Linked DNA regions of Mus musculus: regions 2, 3 and 4 are each linked to region 1. A link is a contact called in public HiChIP or PLAC-seq and promoter capture Hi-C data. All regions are on one chromosome and are shown on one strand. Each heading gives the region's core, a stretch centred on a gene start, on an enhancer-like site or on the middle of the called end of the contact. The rest is flanking DNA. Distances are from core to core; before and after follow the strand shown.

Region 1 (5,310 bases), core at 1,229-3,728:
GGACCCTGAGATTGCCCTGCAGGCCATAAAAGAGAAAGACAAACGGTAAAAAATCAACAAGCGCTTTGCAAAGCCCCTACTCTTAGGAGCCCCCTGGGGACTCTCCCTGGTTGCCAAGGTGTCATTAGGACCCGCTCCCGCGCTGGAGGCGCGCTGCACCAGCGATAAGTCGCCGAATGATTAACCCGCAGGTACACACTAGGCAAGCTCCTTTTATCAGGGGAGGGGTCTGAGGTCCCAAGGGTCCGGAAGACTAAATTGCTACCTGTAGAAGAATGTGTGCTTTTGGGGTGAGGCGCAAAGAGAAAAGTGGGTAAGTTTCGTAAAGCAATTAAGACATGTTACCTTGCAATAAAGAATCCAGCTCAGGATTCAAGGTTTGAGATGTGTGTGTGTGTGTGTGTGTGTGTGTGTGTGTGTGTGTGTATGTGTGTGTGTGTGTGCCTGTGTTCACCCGCGCCCGCGCGCCAACTTGGCTGTTTTTGAGCGCCCTGAACTGGGAGGGGGATGCAGAGAATAGTGTTTCCTTACTTCAGGGAATGCAAAGTCAGATACTTCTGGGGAGGGGGGCACCTTAAGAGTGTGCCAGGAGGACCCCCTAGGGGACCACTCGCGCCTTGCTCACCAGAGTGCTCGCCCGGGGAGTGCACCTCACTCATGCCGGAGGAGGAATGTGGGGAGTCGGCTTGCAGCGCCTTGAAGATAGCATTAGGAGAGATGTGAGTCTGTTCCGTGGCCTCTTCGGCCTCCGCTTGTCCGTTCTTCACCGACTTCCTCCGCCGGGGCTGGTACTTGTAATCGGGGTGGTCTTTCTTGTGCTGCACGCGCAGCCGCTCCGCCTCCTCCACGAAGGGTCTCTTCTCGCTCTCGTTCAGCAGCCTGGGGGGGGGGGGCAGAAGAAAAGAGGGAGGGGGTCAATGAAACCCCGGGAGCTGTCAGGTCCCCACCCCTCCTTCGCGCACTACCCCCTCCCTCCAGTCTGCTTTCCATCCCTCTCTGAGACTCAGAACTTTTTTTTTCCTTTCTTTTTCTTTTTAAAAAAGTGCTCAGAGTCGACCTGAGCGGTCACTCTTCGCCCCGCCCCCTCCCCTGGCCTCCTATTTTGGAAACCCTGAAGATGGAAATAGCTCCCTGCTGAGGCTGCTCTAAACGCCTTTGCTACCGGAGCGGTCCACCCCTCCCAACACGCAGTAAAAACTTTCCGAAAACCCATTTAAATTGCAAGAAGCTCGCTCTGTTGATCCATGCCCCTGCCGGTTCTCAGTAGCTTTGCCCAATTCTTGCCTGGGTCTCCTCTAGTCTCAGTTACACTTTCCCTTCACTCCATCTCCCCAGGAATGAGCGCAGTTGGCCTAAGGAAGGTGGGCTTGCTTCCTCTAATTGTTCCTTTCCAGAGGGACCAGGCTGGCACACCCCCTCACTCCTTTCTACCTTCCTAAAAGCAGTCATATTCACGCCCCCATTCCCCCCCCCCCCGCCATAACCAAGAGCAATCCCAAGAACTTTCTCAAAATCTGAGCCACTCCCTCCCCCCGCCCCCGGCCGCCCTGCATCCTGGACCAAAGACCCCAGGATGCACAACTCCGCGGCTCAGGGAGGCGGGGCGGGGTCGGTGAGTGCAGCCCGCGTCCCCCCTAGCCACCGAGCCCTCCCTGGCGGCCCGCGCGCTCACCTCCAGAGCTTGCCCAGAGTCTTGCTGAGCTCCGCGTTGTGCAGATGCGGGTACTGGTCTGCCAGCTTCCTGCGCGCAGCCTGCGCCCACACCATGAAGGCGTTCATGGGTCGCTTGACGTGTGGCTTGTTCTTGCTGGAGCCGTTGACGCGCACGGGCATGGGCACCAGCGTCCAGTCGTAGCCCTTCAGCACCTGGCTGACCGCCTCGCGGATGCACACGGGGAACTTATCTTCCTCGCTCTCCTTCTTCAGATCCGGCTCGCCCTTGGGGAAGGTGTTCTCCTGGGGCCGGGTGTTCTCCGTGTCCGAGCCGGAGCCCGAGGGACAGGGCGAACCAGCCGAGTCCTCCGACATGGTGGGGCTGGGGGCGCCAGACAGGCCCTTCTCCTGCTCGTCGGTCATCTTCATGAAGGGGTCCAGGAGATTCATACGCGAGCCCGGGGCAGGGGGCGGGTGGCCGGGAAAGGCGAGAAGCCGCGGCGGCTGGGGCTCCTCTTCCCTCAGCTGCCCGGACGCGGACGCCGAGCGAACGGCTCCCGGGGAGGTTGGCGCGTCACCGGGCTGCGGCGGCGGGCACTTAGCAGAGGCGCTGGGTGGCGGGTCTCAGCTGCCGGCTCTAAACCCGGGGAAGGCGAGTCGGAGCGGAGGAGGAGGGAGGGAAAACAGAGAACGAAACCGGGGCCACTTGCACCTCGTCTCTCTTGCAAAGAAAAGTTCCTGGACTGAAACTGGTAAAGTTGTCGCTCCCACAGAAGTTTCCAGGCAGTTCCGAGCAGCGCTCTCGGCTCTCCGACTTCCAGCTCAGGGTCTCTAATAAATACTCCTCCTTCACGTTAGATACCTCGGGCCAATCACGGCTAGCTCTTGAGTCATCAGTGTTGGCAAGTCGCTGATTGGACCGGATTTTGGAAGGGGGGCTGGGGAGGATTGTGGCTCCGGGTTGGGTGACGAGACAGGAGGGGAGGAGAAGGGAGGGGAGCTCAGCCAGAGGGTGGATGGTGGGGTGAGGGGACTTGGAGGGGGGCGCGGGGCAAGCGGGGGACCCGGGACGTCCGAGTGTGTAAGTTTGCTCTCTACTCTCGGAATGTCACAGTTTTGGAACGGTCTCCGTGTGAACCGATGTGTGTGTGTGTGTGTGTGTGTGTGTGTGTGTGTGTATGTGTGTGTGTGTGTGTGTGTGTGCGCGTGCACGCGAGCGTGTCTAGACTAGGACCCTCCACAACCCCCCACCCCCACTTTTCGATGCTGTCTCCGTGGTACCCGGGACTTCGCTGGCGTTTACAGCAATGGAAATTGCAACAGCTGCTCGTCAAAGCGGAGCTGGGCTTCTGCGCCTGGAGTCTGCCGGCTTCCAAAAAAAGTGCTTAGAAATGGTCTTTTGGAAGCAAATGTTTGGGTGACTCAACGCCCGCTGTTCTCTGTAATAATCCATATAAATAGATTAACGCGCTCTGGTTCAACGAAGCTGGTGTGGTGACTGGAGCTTCTGCTGCGCTCCCGCAGTGGGGAATCAATGAAAACCAAAGCCGAGCACCAGGCAAAGGCTGGCGGCAGGGACCGCGCAGTCCCCGGCTCTTGCGGCCGGTCCCGTGGGCCACGCCGACCTTGAACTGACAAGTCCTTTCCCGGCCCCTCCAGTACTCTGACGCCCCTCGTAGTCAGGATTATTACTTTAGAGTTCTGCTTCTTGCCTCCTGACTGAGTCACAAACACCGTCAGGCTCGCCACTGGAGTTTGCAAAACTACTCCGGGGTTGAGGGCGAAGTTTGCAAAGGTGGCAGGGCCGGGCGGTGAGGCCGAGAAGGCCCTTGACTTGGACTGGAGACTCCAGACAAAACGGGCCACTTTGGCGGAGCCCTGTGGCTCCCTTGCTTGGGCCTTCCTTTTACCAGATACCTAAGAGGGCGAAGCTCTAGGCGTCTGGACTTTAGTTGCGTCCTCTTAGACCTGCACACAGGTGGGCGTTCTGGGGGAGGCCACTTAGGTGTCCGTTGCACTTTAAGAGTGCTTGGAGCCGAAGCTGCGTGTTTACTCAAACTCTTAGAGCAAGGTTGGCTAAGGGAGGAATTATCTTTTCTGGAACGAATAAAAATCTTAGTTGCCACCGGGCGACATGCCCTCGGAACCACAAACAAACTCACAACGGTGTAAAAAAAAAAAAAAGATAAACAATTTCATTTAAACATCCCCTTTCTGATTCTTGCAAAGCTTCGCTTTGAACTTACTAAATTATTGATAAAGCGAATCGGCCTGTATCATATCAAAGACAGGTTCCTCCCCTCTAATTTGCTAAGTGTGGACACTTAGACATAAACGAATCTTTTCTTTGGGATGCTTTTGAAAAGCTCGTTTTCCTCTCGTTTTCTTCCGAAGTGGGCATTTGTTATTTGGGGAAAGGAACTCGTGATAGCAGCAAGCTACAACTCTGTTCAGTCGAAGTTTCTTTTCAAACGAATGTTCCTAGCATTGCATGTCTCTACTACCCTGTAGCCTGTTTACGAGTTTAAGAGATTTACAAACAATAGCCATATATTCGTAGCTCCGATTATTCTCACAACGTGTAGGAAAATATATCTTTTTTTTTTTTTCCAGAGTAGGGGACCAGGTTTTGTTCGTGTAGACGCACTTCTATGTTCTGGGATGGAGGTATTTGAAGAGACCAGGGGCCACTGTCAGATGTATTAAAACAGCCAGTTGTAATTTGTTGTAATTATCACGTATTCTGGCACAAAGGCAACGAAAACGACAGTGGCCTTAGGGCATTTTGAAATATTTTATTAAGTATTTGTTCATGAATACATCCATTTATAAATATACCCTTAATACAAAATATGGAGAGATATAATGTGCTGCGACATTTTAAATCGTGAAACTTCTTACATATTTCTACGCCTCCACGAAAGTGTGTTTATATTCTTGATCTTTTCGGGGAGAAACTATTTTTAAAAAACAGTTGACATGAAAATTACACTGCAATTTTCAGCAACATCCAGAGGGGGCGCCAAAAGCCCAGAAACTGGTCTGGAACTTTGAGAAACTGCTGGAAAACTTTCCTTGAGGTGGACCAGCAGGGGCCCGGGTGGGGGAGGTGGCAGTAGCGTGTTGCTTGCGGTCAGTTCTGTTTCCAAGATGAGACTTATCTCTACAGGAATTCCTATTTTTATTCTTTCCTGTGCCGATACCACTGTGTTAGGGGGGACCTGGGAAGTGCTTGTCTACAGGGAATTGGGGTGGGAAAAGCACTGTAGATGCTCACTGTTCTCATTCACAAACAACCTGGAGAACGAGAGGAAGGGGGAATACTCTGCTCGTTCCCCAGGTGCCAAGAGTTATCAGGTGTGCCAAGATCAGGCCAAGTCTGTCCTTTAGGTACCATCAGTTTAAGAGTGGCTGGGCTGGCATTTCTTCCAGAACAGGTAAAGTCCACTCCCAAGCAGCCCTTCAGGGGATTAGTCCGCTGTGACTTGACTCAGTCACCCAGGACTCTCCTTCCTGACTTGATTCTGGAAGTCTTGCATTATTCTTCAGGCTTGAGGTAGGGAGGGGGTAAGCATCCCGAGTCCAGACTGTGTTTCGATTACGGACTGGGAATGTGAGTCTTGCTGCTCAGTGTTAGCTGTACCCTCCTGCCTAGAG
Region 2 (5,310 bases), core at 1,426-3,925, 660 kb after region 1:
AAGACTGACTTCTCTGGTTGATTACTATCTGTGATAGAAACTCACACCTGGATCAGACATAGTCTTTCCTTTCCAAAGAAGAAATAGACTTGATAGGAACTGAGGATGTAGATTAACCCTATGGCTTACTAACTGGTTTTCTTTGACTGATCTGGAGAGACACATCTCTGTGGTCTTTGGATAAAGTTCCCGTGGAAGGATGATTCACATGGGATTTTATCTTAATGGAGCATTACAGCCAGTCTCACAGCCTCCAAAGTCTGGAAACACGGATTTCAATCTGGCCCCTACCATGTGGCAGGGAACTTGAAGGATACTTCAATGTGTGAAAGTGAATTGATTTTCCTCTCTCTGTGTTTCTTTTCTGTATATATGTATATGTGTGCATCTAAACATGTGGGTGAGAAAGTGTCTGTGTGTATGGTATGTGTATGTGTGTGTGTGCATATATATATACACATTGTTATGTGCATATGGTTGTATCCACAGGCATGTTCAGGCTCGCATGCCCATGTGCATATGTACAGGTCAGAGGAGTATATTAGTGTCCTGCTCTGTTACTATATCTTATTCCTTTGAGACAGGCTCTCGATAAAACTGTAGCCAGCTAGCAGCCAACAAGACCCAGAAATCCTCTCAGCTGCACCTCCTAAAGTTCTGAGGTGCCCAAGTTCTTACACAAGAGCTAGAGATTTGAACTCAGGCTCTCAAACTTGTATAACAAGTCTGTATAGCTTACCTAGATTTTACCCACTGTGCTATCTCTGTAGCCTCTATTTACAGTTTTTAAAGTTAAAAATGTATTCTTTGATTATTCTCTCTTTTTAGTTGTGTATACACGTGTCCATAGGGAAGGGCTTTATGTGCACGTGAGTGTGGGTATCATTAGAGGCCAGAAAAGATCATCTGATTACCCAGAGGACAGCTGCACACTGAACCAATGAGTGTGGTTTGGGGGGGAGACATTTAGCATGCTGGGGCTTTCCCTGATCATGCTACATCAAAATCCATTCATAAAACTTTCCCTGAGGAGGTGAGGGTACTCTGTACAGGATGCAATGACCTAGGTATTGAGCATTTATGGGCAACACTATCTGATTTCTACCTCAGGAATATACTCCCATCTCCAACATCTTGAAAACATTATGCCCTCAAGAAGCTAACCATACATGTGGCCTTCTCTATTTCCAGGCAGGTGACAGGTGTGGAGAAAATATATTTCTTTGAACTCACAGGATAACTGTTGCATCCCGACAATTAATGAGTATTTTTCTTGAGGAAACTCTTAATGTGTCAGGGACATTTATTAGTCAGCCTTTGATTAAGAATTCCAAGCTATGTCTCTGCCTTAAATGACTCCTAAGCCCTTTAAGATTAAGTTATCTGTGTCCTCTCCTTTAGCCATCCAATGTACAAACAAGCTTAAAAAGTTGGATGTAGAATATGAAGAGATAGCCTAGTGGTTAAGGATGCACACTGGGCAAACATGAGGACATGAGTTCAAATCTTCAGTCCCCCACATTAAAAAGTGTCCTGTAGCTACACAAGCCCATTAACCTCAGCCTTGATAGACAGAGATGGCTAGAAGTCAGACACCTATTGGTCAGACAATCTAACCAAAATGTCAAACTTCAGATTTAGTGAGAGTCCTTGTATCGAGGGAGTAAGGCTGAGATCGATAAAGAAATACACCAGGTATTCTCTTTGAGGCTTCTGCATGTACACACACACAGGCACACATACCTGCATACAAATGCACACCCCCCCACTCTCTCTCACACACACACACACACACACACACACACACACACACACACACTTTTTAAAATGGTAGCCTGCAATCGTACTGCATTGTGATTACCAAAGTATCCTTAACTCCTTCTCACCATCTCACTTTGCCCACCCCTGCCCCCTAACACAAATGCACATTCAGCTGCCCAGAAGGTTCTCAGGAGCAGCTATGTCAGACTTAAATCATCTGACACCCACATAAACAGTTTTGTTCCATCTTTTATGAATTGGGCTTTAAGTCTTTACCTTGGTTTAGTGAGAAAAATAAAATAAAATCAGGCAACAGTCGTCATTCCATTTGTATATATTTGTATGAAGTCTGTAACCCGAAGATTAGCTCAGATCCAAGGAAATGTAACCACCAACCTCCAGCTAAACAGTTCCCAAAGACGCTTTTTCAGAACTAGCTTTTAAATACCCAAGGAGCTCAAGCTAACGGCAGAGATATTTGAAATATACACAAACATACAAGCCTTTTAGATAAACACATTTTCGGGGAGCTTTTGATGAACGTGATAAGTTACATTCTCTAAAACTACACACACTGTATTTTATTACTCTTTAGCAGACACTTATCAGCTGTAAATGTTGGGTGGTTTAGGCTAGGAATCAACCCTGAGGGAACCCGTGTGGGACTCTGGGACTCACAGTTCTATAGATCAACATAAACCCGAGACTCGATTTTATTTTCATTTATTAAAAAGGTCTGTCGTCCGCTTCTGCAATTTCAAATCCATTAGCTTCCTGCCCCTTTTAAGAAACAAAAAAGGAGGGCAACTGCAGATTTTATGGACTGATTGCTGATGGCTATGCTACTGCTATATTGGTTTTGAGTGGAGAGTCCATTACAGACACATTACCCATAAACCATGGTTCCAGCACAGCCTGTAGCTTCCATTCTGGCTGGGGAGTGAGTGGAAGGAGCCTGCTCAAAGAGAGGTTGGAGAGAGGGTCAGATCTCCTGGAAAGTAACACAGGCGAGGCACTGGTATAAATTACCAACTTTCTTTCTCTTTCCACGTAATTATGTCTCAAATGTGCAGCGGTTGGGTTTCCTAGCCAGCCACCAGATGAACTTGGAAATCATATCGACAGCAGATTAGACTGGGAGTTTTCAACCTTTCTCCCTGCCATGTATGCTCAGACAATATATTTGTCTATCGCAGAAGTCCTGGGATTCTTGCCACAGGTACTCATGGTTTTTTTTTCCCTAGTCTTCTGTATACTGTGCTTAAACCTTAAGCCCCAACAAAGGCATAAAATGTTTCTAGAGGCAACAAAGCAGATGAAAATACGGTTTCATATTTCTCCTCTGTAACTATAAATTTTCTGTTTCTGAAAATAAATAAATAAATATATTAAAAAGAGGTGACATGTGTCTAGTGTGATCACCTTTCTCATTCTATAAAATTCTGTTTATGAAAGGAAACACACGAATAAAGGCATACTCAGAATTACAATCCTGGCACATATATCGCAGTAAGGCCTTCTGAGGATCCCTGGTCCTCCTCCAATATGTCATGCTTGAGAGCTAGTAGGTAAACCGATGAGGCTGTTAAATGAAGATGCATATTCAAAAATCATTCTTAAAATGAAAAGGCACTTCCTTCCATTTATTAACACAAAACAGTGCTCACTTAAGCTCATTCTGAGAAATAATTGACCTTAATTTACACCATCCTTCTTGTTTTGCTACCTACATACTTTGCTCTGCTTCACTGGCAAATTTCTTCTTTCATTTGATGGTGCTTCCTCAAGATGTGGACAACCAAGATGATCCTGGTATCTTTTCCTATCTGGGTTTGGCCTTAGCAATACAATCAATCAGATATTACAGTTCAATTTTATTAAGCAATTATTCCAGTCTATCCATCCATCCATCCATCCATCCATCCATCTAATTTTGATGTCTCCTTAATAAAGACCAAAGTTTAAGCAAAGCTTTTCTTTACGTTAACTGCTCTTCTAATTTTGAGAAAATACTTGATCTTCATTCCTCCCCCGACTTCCTAACTTCCTAATTTACCAAAAGCTTTATAATTTGCTATGTGGGTCAAATGCCATGACCCATTTAAAAATATACTAGATGTTAATTTAAAAGCCCTGTGAGTTAATACAATCATGATCAATAGACAGAAACTATGCTGGATGCTAAAATGACTTCAAAGATGGATCATCACCCACTTCATTCTTGATCCACCTCGATGGGAGACTCCACTGTCAGGCTCCATCATCACAGAGCTTTCAATCATCAGTCAAGGGTGCCTTGCCAGTAGAATGAGGTACACGTGGGCAGGCCTGCTAACAGAATCTGTTAACAAAGATCTGCTGACCCTGTGATCTTTAAAGATGTTTTAAATTCCATCCCCTGATGACATTTAGCAGAGTGGTATCACCCCCTGATCTGAAACCACTGCGCTGCAATGAAATTATTCTGCCTTGCAGGTGATGGTCCTTTGAATGGATAAATTGGCCATTTGAAAATTCTGTAAAAGTGGCGTTCTTTATGCCTGTCCCTAATTTTAAAAATATGCTCTTCCCTGGTCATCCTTCGAGCTTATCAAGCAATAGCAATGACAGCAACAACAAAGCACTGCCTTTTTTTTTGGGGGGGGGGATGTTTTCTTCCAGGATGGAAAAGATGATAAGCTTTGGAGCCATCAGGCAGCACAAGCAAACCATGGAGAAGAGCAGTATGAGACGGAGCCAAGATGTTCAGAGTGGGAGTCCCAGGACAGTTACTGTCGGTCATCACATCTCCCATCATAAGACCACAGAACCAAGGTGGTGAAAATGAGGAGGCTGAGCTTCCCTTCTAAGCAAGGTAGACGAGAAACTGAAGAAGCGGTTGTCCTTCCCCACTTTTGTTTTTGTTTGTTTTGAGGGACTGCCTCTTGCGGCTGGTGTTTTCACAACTTAATCTGCAACCTGACCACTGCATAGCAGTTGATCTGTCTTCTCTAGGTGTCATAGGTTTTGTCAGGGCCAGCATCGACTCAGTGGCGATTATGCAGCTTTTGTCAACCTCTTCTCTCTTCTCACCGTTGTAAAATGAGAGTGGTGTGTGTGTGTGTGTGTGTGTGTGTGTGTGTGTGTGTGTGTGTGTGTGTGTGAGAGAGAGAGAAGTGTGTGTGTGAGAGAGAGAGAAGTGTGTGTGTGTGAGAGAGAGAAGTGTGTGTGTGTGTGAGAGAGAAGTGTGTGTGTGTGAGAGAGAGAGAGCGCACAGAGGGGGGAGAGGGGGAGAGGGAGAGAGAGGGAGAGGGAGGAAGAGAAAACACAAATCACATGACCATCTTGGTTTCCAAGCCTGCAATTAACATGACCATTCCCTTTGGAAATATGTTGAAAGCACTCCTTGGGAGAATCATTAGATGAAATTCTTTTAAAGTACTGTTATCAGCCTTGGATTGTTCCCACACTTCATGCACAGCCATAGAATCTCAAATTTGAAAAGGATGCTTCTTTTTAGTGTCCATGTTAGCTCAGCAGTCAAAGTGTGCCATGTGAATGATGTCACAG
Region 3 (5,310 bases), core at 803-3,302, 610 kb after region 1:
TAGATGGAACTTAGGGTGGTTTTTCTACTGGAGGTAAGACGATGTCTGTACCTTACCCACGTAGCTTTTCAGGGTAGGTGTCCAGTCAATCACACAGCAGAGTCTGGGCTTATTAAATACTTTAAGAGTTTTAGCCATCTACCCTTGAATTAGTTTTAACAACCCCAGAGATTTTTCTGTCTTTCTCTTCCCGGACTCCTACTTCCTTCCAGCGTTTGAGACAAGCCTAGCTAGGGGCAGAGGCGTGGCTTGGATTTCCATCCTGCAGCCTCCCCTCCAATCAGCCATGTCATGGTGGAATTTTTATTAGCCATAAATTTTTTTACTGGCTAGATTAATGCGATTGAAAGCATCACACCCAGTAAATAGTGTCTGCTATTTGTTTTAGCAATACCTGTGGAAAAAGGGCAATTGGGACCCAGGCACAGCGGAGCTGGTGAAGCCATTGGCTGCACCTAACTGTTGGGGGCCCCTTTGACTGATGACCAGGGGATGTTCTTCTTCGAGGGAGGTCCGCCCAGCAAGAGGCTCCATTGGTGCATGCGGCTGCCATGTGTAGCCATGATTCACTTCACTGACTATCAAAGCTTTCTACAACTTTGCTTGCTGACTTTTGACCAGAAGTTCCCTTTCAACACAAGGAAAACCTGCCTAGAGAGAGACAGAGGGAAAGCCCACTGCAGGGAAATAAATGGTAGCCGTATTCCTGGCGGTCTACGTTTTATGGTCCGAGGCGCTCCGGCTTGAGTCTGCCCCGTGGTGCTGCCTGGTGTGGGTGTGTTTGGTGACATTTTATGGAGCATGGTTTATAATCAGCATGGATTATTGTAACAACAACAAGTGGGAGGGATATTCAATAAAACCTTGTTGGATAGCAAATGCCCTACACAAAAACACTGTTTTAGAGGCCCAGGACCCAAGCGGTGTGTTTATAAAGGCACCTTCGGAAATGTTCTTTCACAGAAACCTATTTTTTTTGAAACAGATTTTTAAAAGAAGGTGTGGGATCTGCAAGACATTGGTCCCCATCTGTTTTCTACCCCCCCTGACCTTGGTTGTTTGACTACGTGGTCATGACCCCTTAGTGAGTAGGGTAGACGGTCTGGGGAAGACGGTTAGTGGAAGCTTCGGCATCGGCGTTTGCTCTTCCCTTCCTGGAAGAAGAAGAAGAAGAAGAAGAAAGAAGTCAGATTTCTCTTCTTAAAAAAAAAAAAATGTTATAAAAGAGAAGCACAAACAGAAAACGAGCCAAATTGCTAAAGGGGATCAAGAATTGAAATACAGCCTCCAAAGTTGCATGTACAGAAAGAAACCCTAAAACGTTCCCAAACCCCAACCTGGAGCGTTGATCTGCCTGAATTTCTTTAGTCTCAGGCCAGTTTCAACCATTAGACGACTTACAATTATAAAGTTGGCAGTGGCTACAGCCCATGGTGGCTGGAGGGGATTCACTTTGTAAATTCAGTTCCTTGGGTAGGTGGTATTGGCAAGATCATCCTGTTCCCCCGCTGCCAACCCCGAAGACGCAGAATGCCTTTCCTGGATCGAAGTCCAGCAAGGCATGCTGGGAAGGGAATGAGTCTGGACTGAGGATGAGGTGGAAAGACCAAAAAAGGTGAAGATGGGAAGGTTACGGGGAGGAGGCAGAGGGATGGAGGACACGAACAGTAACTGAACAAAGAAAAGAATGTGATTTGAGGTGCAGAGAGAATGCCTATAGGAAGATAGACTGATAGGTAAGAAAGAGATAGGTAGATAGGTAAGGAACAGATCTTGAGGAAATAGATAAAACAATTATAAACATCTTCTTCTGAAATCTTCATTTTTGAGGTCACAAATTTTCTTGATATTTTGGAATATCAGCCTCGTATCTTCTCGTTCCACGGACCAAGCCCTGCTCACCATAGACAGGATGGTTCGCCTTGTGCTTGCCAATGTGCATCGCTCCACGGTGGTAACTCTGCCTTTCTTCCAGTGCAGTGATAGATGAGTCACAGAAACGGCTTTTTCCATGAACTGCCATCCAGTCCCCTACCAGCCAGTGGCTCTAATCTCTGCCGAATGTGCAAGTGTTTATTTTTCCAAGCCTGGTACCTTCTATGAGTCACAGGGCTCAGATGCCACTTAGTAATGGGCCCTTGTAGAAGTCAAGAATGTGACACACGGTGAGGCACACAGCTTAACAATCACAAACAACAGCACGGTTAATGGGGGGTGAAACTTCGGTGACATGTGTCACACCAAAGAGCCGACTCCTTGGGCTCCCGGTGTCAACAGATGAAGGGTCTCGGTATTGGGTAATAATGATAAAATATTGCCATCTGTTGGCATCCTGTGTAAGCAGACTCTCACATGCACACCATTGATGACTTTCCAGGCTGCCAAGGGAGAGGGTGTATGGAAAATACTGAGTAAAAAAAATCAGAACATGGAAGGTTGAATCTCTAAGAGAAAAAATACAGCCTTCTAGATATTCAAAAGAGAGCCGAGAACATCACAGTGACACACTCACTTACCGCCCATCCCAGGCAGGAAGGATAGGAGCTAAGCCCACTAACAGTAGCTGACCTTTAACTCAATGAATCAGAGGATTTGGACTTCTGGTGGGTTGTGTCATTAAATAGTACTAGGAACGAGAGTCCTTGGAATGGGCTCAGAGAGTTTTCTATCATGTCTGATCTTTAGATCTTTACTACAAGAGTAATAGGTACGGATGTTAAGTTGTGTGTGAAGATTATGCACAGTTCAGGCAAAAATGGTAAGCCAGAATAATCTAAATTATCTCCTAGTATAACTATCCACACATTCTGAGGACAATAGAATAAATTAGTATTTCTTATTTAACATTTTATTGATTCTTTGTGAATTACATATCATGCACCCCAATTCTACTCATCTCCCCACCCCCTTGTAGCCACCCCTATTCTTGCAACCTCCCCACCAAAAGAAAAAAAAATCCCCTTGTGTCCCACACTATACCCTTTTGTCCACACATCTGTACTTGTGAATGTTCATTGCAATGAATGAGTCACTTGTCTGGTTCAAGGCCACTACACCATCAGTACTGGATCTTCACAGGGACTCCTCTCTGGTCTTCTGTTGTTCCCCTGTGCCATGATGATCTCTCCTCTTTGGATCTGTAGGACCTGCCTCTTCATGTGTTCCAGTAGTCTATTCATGGGGCAAACAATAATTATAGTCATTCAGATGCCCAGAGAGGATTTATTAGGCCTGATAATCTAGACATTGCCTATAATGCCCATTCATGAACAGCACTATATAGTATTTTAGGACAAAAATTCTATAAAACCAAAACCCCAAAACCAACCAACCTAACAAACAAACAAACAAGAAGCTGGGATCTTGGGGCTGGGGAGAACAGCCCTTGAGTTAAGAGTGCCCCCTGTTCTTCAGAGTCCCTGGATCTGGTTTATTGTGCCAGTAACTGGCAGCTCCTCTTCTCTTATAACTCCAGTTCTGAGGGATTCAACGATCTTCTCTATCCTCTATAGGATCTGACATACACATTGTATAGACTCACACAGAGATGCATGCATACATACAGATAACAATCCATCTCAAAACCCTTTAAGATTTATAGGTATTTGTAGTGTCCATAAACAATATATAAAAAACAGAACAACTTTAAACCTTTCTGAATCTCATTAATTATTTCCTTCCATATGCAGCTGTTAAGCTTTCTGTTCATACTTATCTTGAAAGATCACAAAAACGTAAGAAGAAATAGGCAAGTCCAAATTATGGAACCATTAAATATTGAAGAGCCAAAGCAGGTGGCAAACACAGAAATTACTCATGATGATAAAATAAGGGTTTGATTACATAAATACATGTCACTTTCCCCCCTTGAAATTCTTACTTTTAGGGTCATAGAAACTCAACCTCAGATTTGCCTATCTTTCTTTTGCTGATCTTAAAAGGCAATAATGCATACACATGGATGGCTGTACCAGACTACAGGGAATATTTTCAGTGTAGTGTATATAGTGATACAGTATGATGTATGCCGTTATAATGTTATTGATAACATCCATCCTGCATTATCATACACTGTTACTGTCTCTTATTTTCCCTTTTCCTCTCCCTTTTTGTTTTCCATTCACCCTCCAAGCCACCCCCTTTGGCTTTTGGATCCTAGTGTTTTCTTTTCTAGTTATCAAAAATGAGAGAAAACATGAGACTTAGCTTTTTCACCTGACACAGTTGTCTCCAGTTCTGTCCAGTTTTATACAAGTGACTCATTCCATTCTCTATCTCTTCTTTAAATCACCGAGTAAAATGCTCAGCTTTACAGTCCTGGCTGATACTACATCATTTGACTAAGGTAGTCTGAATGTGGTGCTTGTCAAGTTTGTCATGTGAACCCTGACTCCTGCATGGATGAGTTCAGTAGGCTCTGCTTTCTGGAGAAATACCACAGCTCATATTCTTGTGTCAAAGCAAAAATGGAGTGGCGACTGGACAGATGTCTCAGTGGATAAAAGTTCTTGCCACACAACCTGGCAACCCGAGTTCATCTTAAAAACCTGGGTGATGGAGGATCCAACTTCACAAAGGTATATCTGATTATAGTAGCATTTTGGTTCATCTCACAAGCCCTGCTTCTCTCTCGCGTGCACGCTTACACACACACTAAATGATTATGAATGTTAAGAAAAATGGAGAGACTATCAAAGAAACTAGAGCAAGTAGATCAGCTATCCAGAACCAGCAGTCTCTTAAACTTCACATAGATTCCTAAACCCACAGGCCTTAACTCTTATCTGGACAATTTACCATTAGAAAGTTCATCTCATTGTTCATCACTGCAGTTGGGCATCACCATTCAAGAATCCAGTTTAAGCAAGAGGCCTGTGCTGCAGAATTAAAACTACAGTTTCCCCACAGGCCCTTTCACAGATAGTGATGGTATTATGATGCAGAAGGATCAATCTATCAGCGCTGAGAGAACACTAAAAGCTGGACGTTGGATGCTGGAGGAATAGATAGGTCCTTCGAGCCTGGGTAGCAATACTGACCATGCTGGCTGCTCAGTAGCATTTCTAAAATGAGACTGTGTTTTGTTTTTTTTTTTTTTTAGCTGAATGAAGTACTGTGTTCAGAGCAGCATCCCCACAGCCATTTCTGCCTCCGATGTTTATCAATCCATCACTGGCACACCTAAGATCTTTAACATTCAGTCGATTAAAAAAATAAAATAGAAGTGTTGCAGCGTGCCAACAATGTCACAAAACGGGGCTCTCGCCTGGTATCACCTTCCTGGGTACAGGCTCCACTCAGAATGTTAGT
Region 4 (5,310 bases), core at 758-3,257, 540 kb after region 1:
AAGAAATGCCTCAGCTGGAGAGATGGCTCAGCAGTTAAGAACACCGACTGCTCTTCCAGATGTCCTGAGTTCAATTCCCAGTAACCACATGGTGGCACACAACCATCTGTATGGGATCTGACGCCCTCTTCCGGTGTGTCTGAAGACAGAGACAGTGTACTCATATACATAAAATAAAGAAATAAAACTTTTAAAAAAAATCAACAACAAAAAAAATGCTGCCAAAACCTACAACCTTTATAAAACCTGATACTTGGCTGTTATTTTTCAAAGAATAATAGATCTTTCCACGTTGGCTTATAATATTGATTATCTTGTTATTGTTTTCAGTAACACACGGGAAGGAGAAAATGGTAACTGACACAGTGCAGAAATCAAAGATGTCCAAAAGATAAAGATGGAGAGAGCCTGGGGAGATGGCTTAGTGGATAATGTGCTTGTTGCAGATGCAGTAGAACCTAGGTTTGGATACCAGCACCCCTCTGGAAAAATTAGGGCATATCAGTGTGCACATGGAGAGAGGCAGCAGGACTACTGGGCTAACTTCTCTGCCAGTGTGCCAAAAGAGTGATCTTCAAGTTCAGTAAAATAGCTTGTCTCAGAAAGTAAGTTGGAGTATATTGATGAACATCTGGCCTTTCCCATGCACATATACGAACACAGCACACACACACACACACACACACACACACACACACACACACACATAGAGGGGGTAGAGAAATGGAAAACAGCAAGGGCTGTTCAATCTGATAGAATTCAATCTGATAGAAATGAGTGGGGAAACTTGCTTGGAATAGTATTTATTTCTTCTTTCTCTTATTATCTTGGTGGGTTTTGTAAATTGTCATGGGCCAGCCATAGCAACTGACAACACAACTTTAAGCAATTGTCCTAGCTTTGTAAAGAATGAAGCTGCATAACGCTTCTATAAAGAGTTTGTGTTGTCAGGCAAACCATATAAAGCATTGATGCCTAGGCATTTCCAAGCCTTTCTCAATGATCTGGACCTGCATGGGTGGGTATTCATGAGCAAAGCACAATTCTAGAGAAGACACTGTGCCAAAGTTAACTCAAAAGCTTAATATTTTCTCTTCCTTGACAAGTTATTCTTTAGAATGAAGTATAATTTAAAAGACAAAACTCTGTTAAGAGTGCCCAACATACTATGTATACATGAATTTCCATTAGGATACATTGGCCAAATTTCTCACTGAGGCTCCTGAATGACAATTTATTACTAGGACAACAAGGTACTGGGGTGCTGATATCATTGTCATGATCATTAGTAGAGTAAAAGTCATGACAAGATGTGCATGACATGAGTATCATCCATTGCAGCCACCAACAGTCCTTAACATAGCTAGCTACAATATGGCTCTTGTCAGCATCTCTCAAGAACACACAGAACAAGCGTCTACTTCTTGGTTTGTCAGGCCAGATTTATGGTGAAGCCTTCCCATTTTTCTTTCCTCCAAAACAGCAAGGGCATTGCAGTCTCCAAATGACACTTCCTCCCAAGAGCGTCACTCCTGTGCTCGAAGGTGTTTAGAAAATCCTTCCTACCTTCCACTCCTGTGCCCCTTACTGGCTTCTGTGTATCAGAGCCCTTGGTCCTGAACTCACTTGGAGTGAGAGAAAGGATCCTTTTGCCCTTGAGCAGAAGAGAGCTTTCTCTCCCTGCCTCCTGCCCTCTGCCCAGGCCTTGAAGCATTCCATCTGCCTATGTCTGTTGAGGAGGCACCCGGCCTCTGGGGCTGAACCAGTGGGGTCAAATAATGTTCTCACCAGTTAGCATAATTAACTCCAACCACCCGTCTGTTGCAAAGTCTGGCGCAGCCAACACAAGCAAGAGGAGGCCAAGAAGAAATTTCTCCTCATTATTAAACCTAAATCTAAGCACTTGTCTGTCTGTAAAAACAGAGCAACCGAGGAAAACTGAAACCAGTGCACGGGGTCTGAGGTTTCAATAAATGTCAGGGAGCGTCAAGTCTGTTTGGATTGCAAATTATTGCTGGCTGACGGTCTCACTGTTTTACAGCTGAAGATTGCTGTCATGGGGGGTAGGAGAGAGCTGAGGGAGAGCCTCTCGCATCACGGCCAGAGGGAAACAGAAGTTACCAGATACTATAACAATCATAAAACATTACAAGAGGGATGTTGGCTTTTGCTAAATTTAGTCTTTCCTTAATGCACGTCCCCAGGAAACAACAGTCCACGGCGCTTGGCCCCGCCCCCTCGGGTGGATGAGGTGTTAGGTTTACCAGTGATGGAGAGCACAAATCTCCACTTTATCCTTTCTGAACTTTACTCCCCCCCTCCCCTTTGTCGAGCCACTTGGAACATCTGAGAGCGATAAAGAGGCCTAAATGTTTCAAGGTGCACTAATACCTTACTACATATCCTAGAGAAACACACACCAATAATTCGTGTCGTGGTTAAAGCTATTTCTCAAATGGATTAAATGAGTGAGCGATTACTGACTAAAACAAGTGTCAGGCGAGAGCTTTTCAATCTGCCCAGGGACATACGCTATTCGACTTTTTATTGCTGCATACTTCAGAGTTTCGAGAGGATGTGTGGTTTCTGGGGCTTCCATCGAAGTTCACCCACGTTTCTATTTGTTTCTTACAGCCAGAGTATTAAAGAGCTCCCATGTGCCAAGTACTGTGTCAGGTGCATTGAAAACTAAAAGAACGAAGGCCTCCATTCTCCCTAACAGTCAAATGAAATTGTTTTAACCAAGTCTTTTAGTTTCTAGTAACTAAAAAGAAAATTTACCTGAAAGCCAAGTAGAGAAAAATCATTTTAAGGTAGAATGGTATTCATTGACCCAAGAGTGAAAACACAGCAGGGCTCATAAAAAGACCTAATAGTTGGCCTCAGGATACTATGGACAATAGAATTATTTTCTTAAAATCTCTACTCACACACGTTCTCCACCCTGGGTCTCTTAAAGATATGCTCTAACTATTGTTTTTTTTTTTCAGCTTGCTAGAATTTCTGGCTCTTTCCATGTAAAATTAAAAACATTTTGTCAAGCAAGAATCCCATTTCTATTCCCAGCTGTGGTAACTTCTGTCTTGGAACTTATTGATAAGAGAATTGGATTACTTCAATCTGGGTCAGGTGTACCTCCTCATCAGATTATAGGAGTCAGAATCTGAGAAAGGAGGTTTACATTCAAGCTGTCCAAGTCTGGAGCCTATTGATCATGTTCCTGTGTTAACACATGTGTTTTTTAAAGTAGCACCAGAGCGAGTTTACAGCCTTTGGATCTTATATAACTGTTGAGTGAGATCTTCAAGAAAGATGGAATTAGCATGCTAGTTAGTGCCCGTGGGAAATGTCTAAGGAGAAAAAAAATGTTAATTATGGTTTCTGCTCCCTGCTGCTGGATTTGTGAGGTCACTTGATAATAGCATGAAGGCACTTTATAATTTGATTTTCCGGAACGGTCTAAGTGTATGTACTAAGAGCACCCAGATATTGACTGCTACTTCTGTGGCGTTCAAGTTCATAGTGGCCCTTGACATAGAATGGGGTAGCAGTATCCGGATTATGGACCTATGAGTATTATATCTCCCTGTAGAAGAGCCCTCCTCACTGGGCAACACCATTGCCTAGGTAGATAGTCCTGGGTTAAGTAAGGAAGCTAGCGAAACATGAACCAGCCAGAAACCCAGCAAGCAGCATTCCTCTATGGTCTCTGCTTCATATTCCTGCACAAGTTCCTGTCTGGACTCCTCTCAGTAATGACTGTGACCTGGAAACTGAAAATCAACTCCTCTCCTCATCTTTGCTGCTTTGGGCCAGAGCATTTCAGACTCTTTTGTCATAGCATCTTGAATCAAACTGGAACTCCTCTGAGCAGTGCTAAGGTGAAGACCAAGTACTTAAAGCTATGGGTTTTGAGGGTGGGATTTTAGGTGAGTAAGATGCAAATGGCTTGATGTGGGCGTTGATTCTCAGTGATGTTGGGGGTTAGTGTCAGGACGTAACACCATGCTGATGACTATCTATTGGTGTTAAACAGATGAAGGCATCTTAAACAACAAATTGAGTTGGCAAGACAAACAGTTCTCTAAGACCCAGCTGAAAGATGCTTGTTTGCTCTTTGTATTTTGTTGTGGTTTCAATATTTCTCTTCTGCTCTCCCCCATTCTCTCTCTCTCTCTCTCTCTCTCTCTCTCTCTCTGTGTGTGTGTGTGTGTGTGTGTGTGTGTGTGTGTGTGTGAGTGAGTGAGAGAGAGAGAGAGAGAGGGAGGGAGAGAGAGAGAGAGAGAGAGAGAGAGAGAGAGAACATGCATGCAAACATGGATGTAAATGTATGTAAAGTCCTTAGCATAGCTTCGGGTATTATTCCTCCTTGTGGTCTACAGTTAAGTATTTTTTACAGCGCCTCTCTTACCCTTTGGACACTCATCAAATAGTCTAAGCTAACTGCTAGGCAGCCCTGGGATCCTCATTTCTTTATCTCCCCAGAACTGGGATAAAGAGTCTATGTCAGCGCACTTAACTTATTTTGATGTGGATTCTGCGGATTGAACTGGGTCTTCATTGGTTTGGTGGTAAGCACTTTATTCACTGAACCATCCCCCAAGCACTATTCCTGACCCACTTTTGGTCTTCAAATCTGAGAGCTAGGTTTGTCTGCATAATCACACCAGTCCCCTTTCACAGTTATCCTTACCAATGACCACGGTTTTATAATTTGCTGGGTGGTCACACTTCAGTACAAGAAGTTCCCAAGAGCATGGAAAATCCAGGCAGTGCACACCGTGGGGGGGACCTGAGGGTTTTGTATGTTCCTAATCAGCATTTTGTTTGAAGCCAAACAGGTCTGTTACTCTATCCCAAAGTGTAGCGAATTCTCTAACAGGGAAAATGAATACCTCCCTCTCTACCCCCTCTACAAAATAATCTTTCCTTGATAAACAGTGAAAATATTTTTTTAAAAAAATGACAGGGGAAAAGGTGTAGGCTCGAGTGGAAATATATTTACATGCCTTAACATGCACAGAGTGGTAAATTTAAAAAGCTATAAATAAGGATTTCGCACCAATAATCTCCCAAGAAGGCCCCTCACTTTCCCCCTATGGCAAAGAAAGGCTGCCAAGTTTCCCTTGTTCGATATTCTTAAAAGGGACTCTATTTTGACTCAGTGGTATGCTACTTTAGTGCTTGTGGAATATTGCTTAACATGCCAAGCAACCAAATAGAGAGAGCTGATTGTATGGTATGTGGTGGACCCTTTCGGGTGAGTCCTCGGTTGGGTGAGCTACCATTCAGCATCTCCAAGACACACTG

The links. Promoter capture Hi-C pulls out the DNA fragments that hold promoters and counts their contacts. HiChIP or PLAC-seq counts read pairs in DNA pulled down with a chosen protein or histone mark.
Region 2: an H3K4me3 HiChIP or PLAC-seq map of embryonic limb bud shows a contact between it and region 1, with 8 times the contacts expected there. The contact joins the enhancer-like site here to the promoter of Sox9 in region 1. A contact is called at or near these places in 13 of 39 promoter capture datasets (the 3T3-L1 cell line, the C10 cell line, cranial neural crest and 8 more), 3 of 484 Hi-C or Micro-C datasets (cortical neurons, myocytes and nephron progenitors), 9 of 115 datasets of contacts at active chromatin or transcription factors (astrocytes, craniofacial prominence, embryonic basal ganglia and 6 more) and 1 of 9 other capture datasets (embryonic stem cells).
Region 3: a contact with region 1 is called in a FOXA1 HiChIP or PLAC-seq map of pancreatic cancer cells. The contact joins the enhancer-like site here to the promoter of Sox9 in region 1. A contact is called at or near these places in 9 of 39 promoter capture datasets (the 3T3-L1 cell line, embryonic stem cells, frontonasal cranial neural crest and 6 more), 1 of 484 Hi-C or Micro-C datasets (embryonic stem cells), 12 of 115 datasets of contacts at active chromatin or transcription factors (craniofacial prominence, embryonic basal ganglia, embryonic forebrain and 9 more) and 3 of 9 other capture datasets (embryonic stem cells, liver and pancreatic islet).
Region 4: a promoter capture Hi-C map of second pharyngeal arch cranial neural crest shows a contact between it and region 1, with 15 times the contacts expected there. The contact joins the enhancer-like site here to the promoter of Sox9 in region 1. A contact is called at or near these places in 6 of 39 promoter capture datasets (the 3T3-L1 cell line, frontonasal cranial neural crest, hippocampal neurons and 2 more), 3 of 484 Hi-C or Micro-C datasets (cerebral cortex and cortical neurons) and 6 of 115 datasets of contacts at active chromatin or transcription factors (craniofacial prominence, embryonic basal ganglia, embryonic forebrain and 3 more).

The regions. Positions count from the first base shown.
Region 1 is chr11:112,779,378-112,784,687 of GRCm38.p6, reverse strand. It overlaps Sox9 (SRY (sex determining region Y)-box 9), which reads right to left and starts at 2,478. Exons shown (of 3, transcript NM_011448.4): 1 at 1,673-2,478; 2 at 626-879; 3 at 1-16. The coding sequence starts at 2,103. RefSeq lists a promoter at 2,149-2,656, a cis regulatory region at 2,858-2,872 and an enhancer at 3,649-4,437.
Region 2 is chr11:112,122,801-112,128,110 of GRCm38.p6, reverse strand. No RefSeq gene overlaps it. Among named protein-coding and RNA genes, the nearest start is that of Gm39461, 32 kb to the left of the region's middle. Within about 2 kb of position 2,675, at least 3 of the 459 cell types and tissues checked have an H3K27ac peak or open chromatin away from gene starts, as enhancers often do. A contact at or near this core is called in embryonic limb bud, where this site is marked.
Region 3 is chr11:112,170,608-112,175,917 of GRCm38.p6, reverse strand. Gm39461 (a long non-coding RNA gene) reads right to left here. Exons shown (of 3, transcript XR_880297.2): 2 at 2,980-3,171; 3 at 977-1,154. Among named protein-coding and RNA genes, the nearest start is that of Gm39461, 16 kb to the right of the region's middle. Within about 2 kb of position 2,052, at least 25 of the 459 cell types and tissues checked have an H3K27ac peak or open chromatin away from gene starts, as enhancers often do. A contact at or near this core is called in pancreatic cancer cells, where this site is marked.
Region 4 is chr11:112,236,143-112,241,452 of GRCm38.p6, reverse strand. No RefSeq gene overlaps it. Among named protein-coding and RNA genes, the nearest start is that of Gm39461, 81 kb to the right of the region's middle. Within about 2 kb of position 2,007, at least 11 of the 459 cell types and tissues checked have an H3K27ac peak or open chromatin away from gene starts, as enhancers often do. A contact at or near this core is called in embryonic limb bud and second pharyngeal arch cranial neural crest, where this site is marked.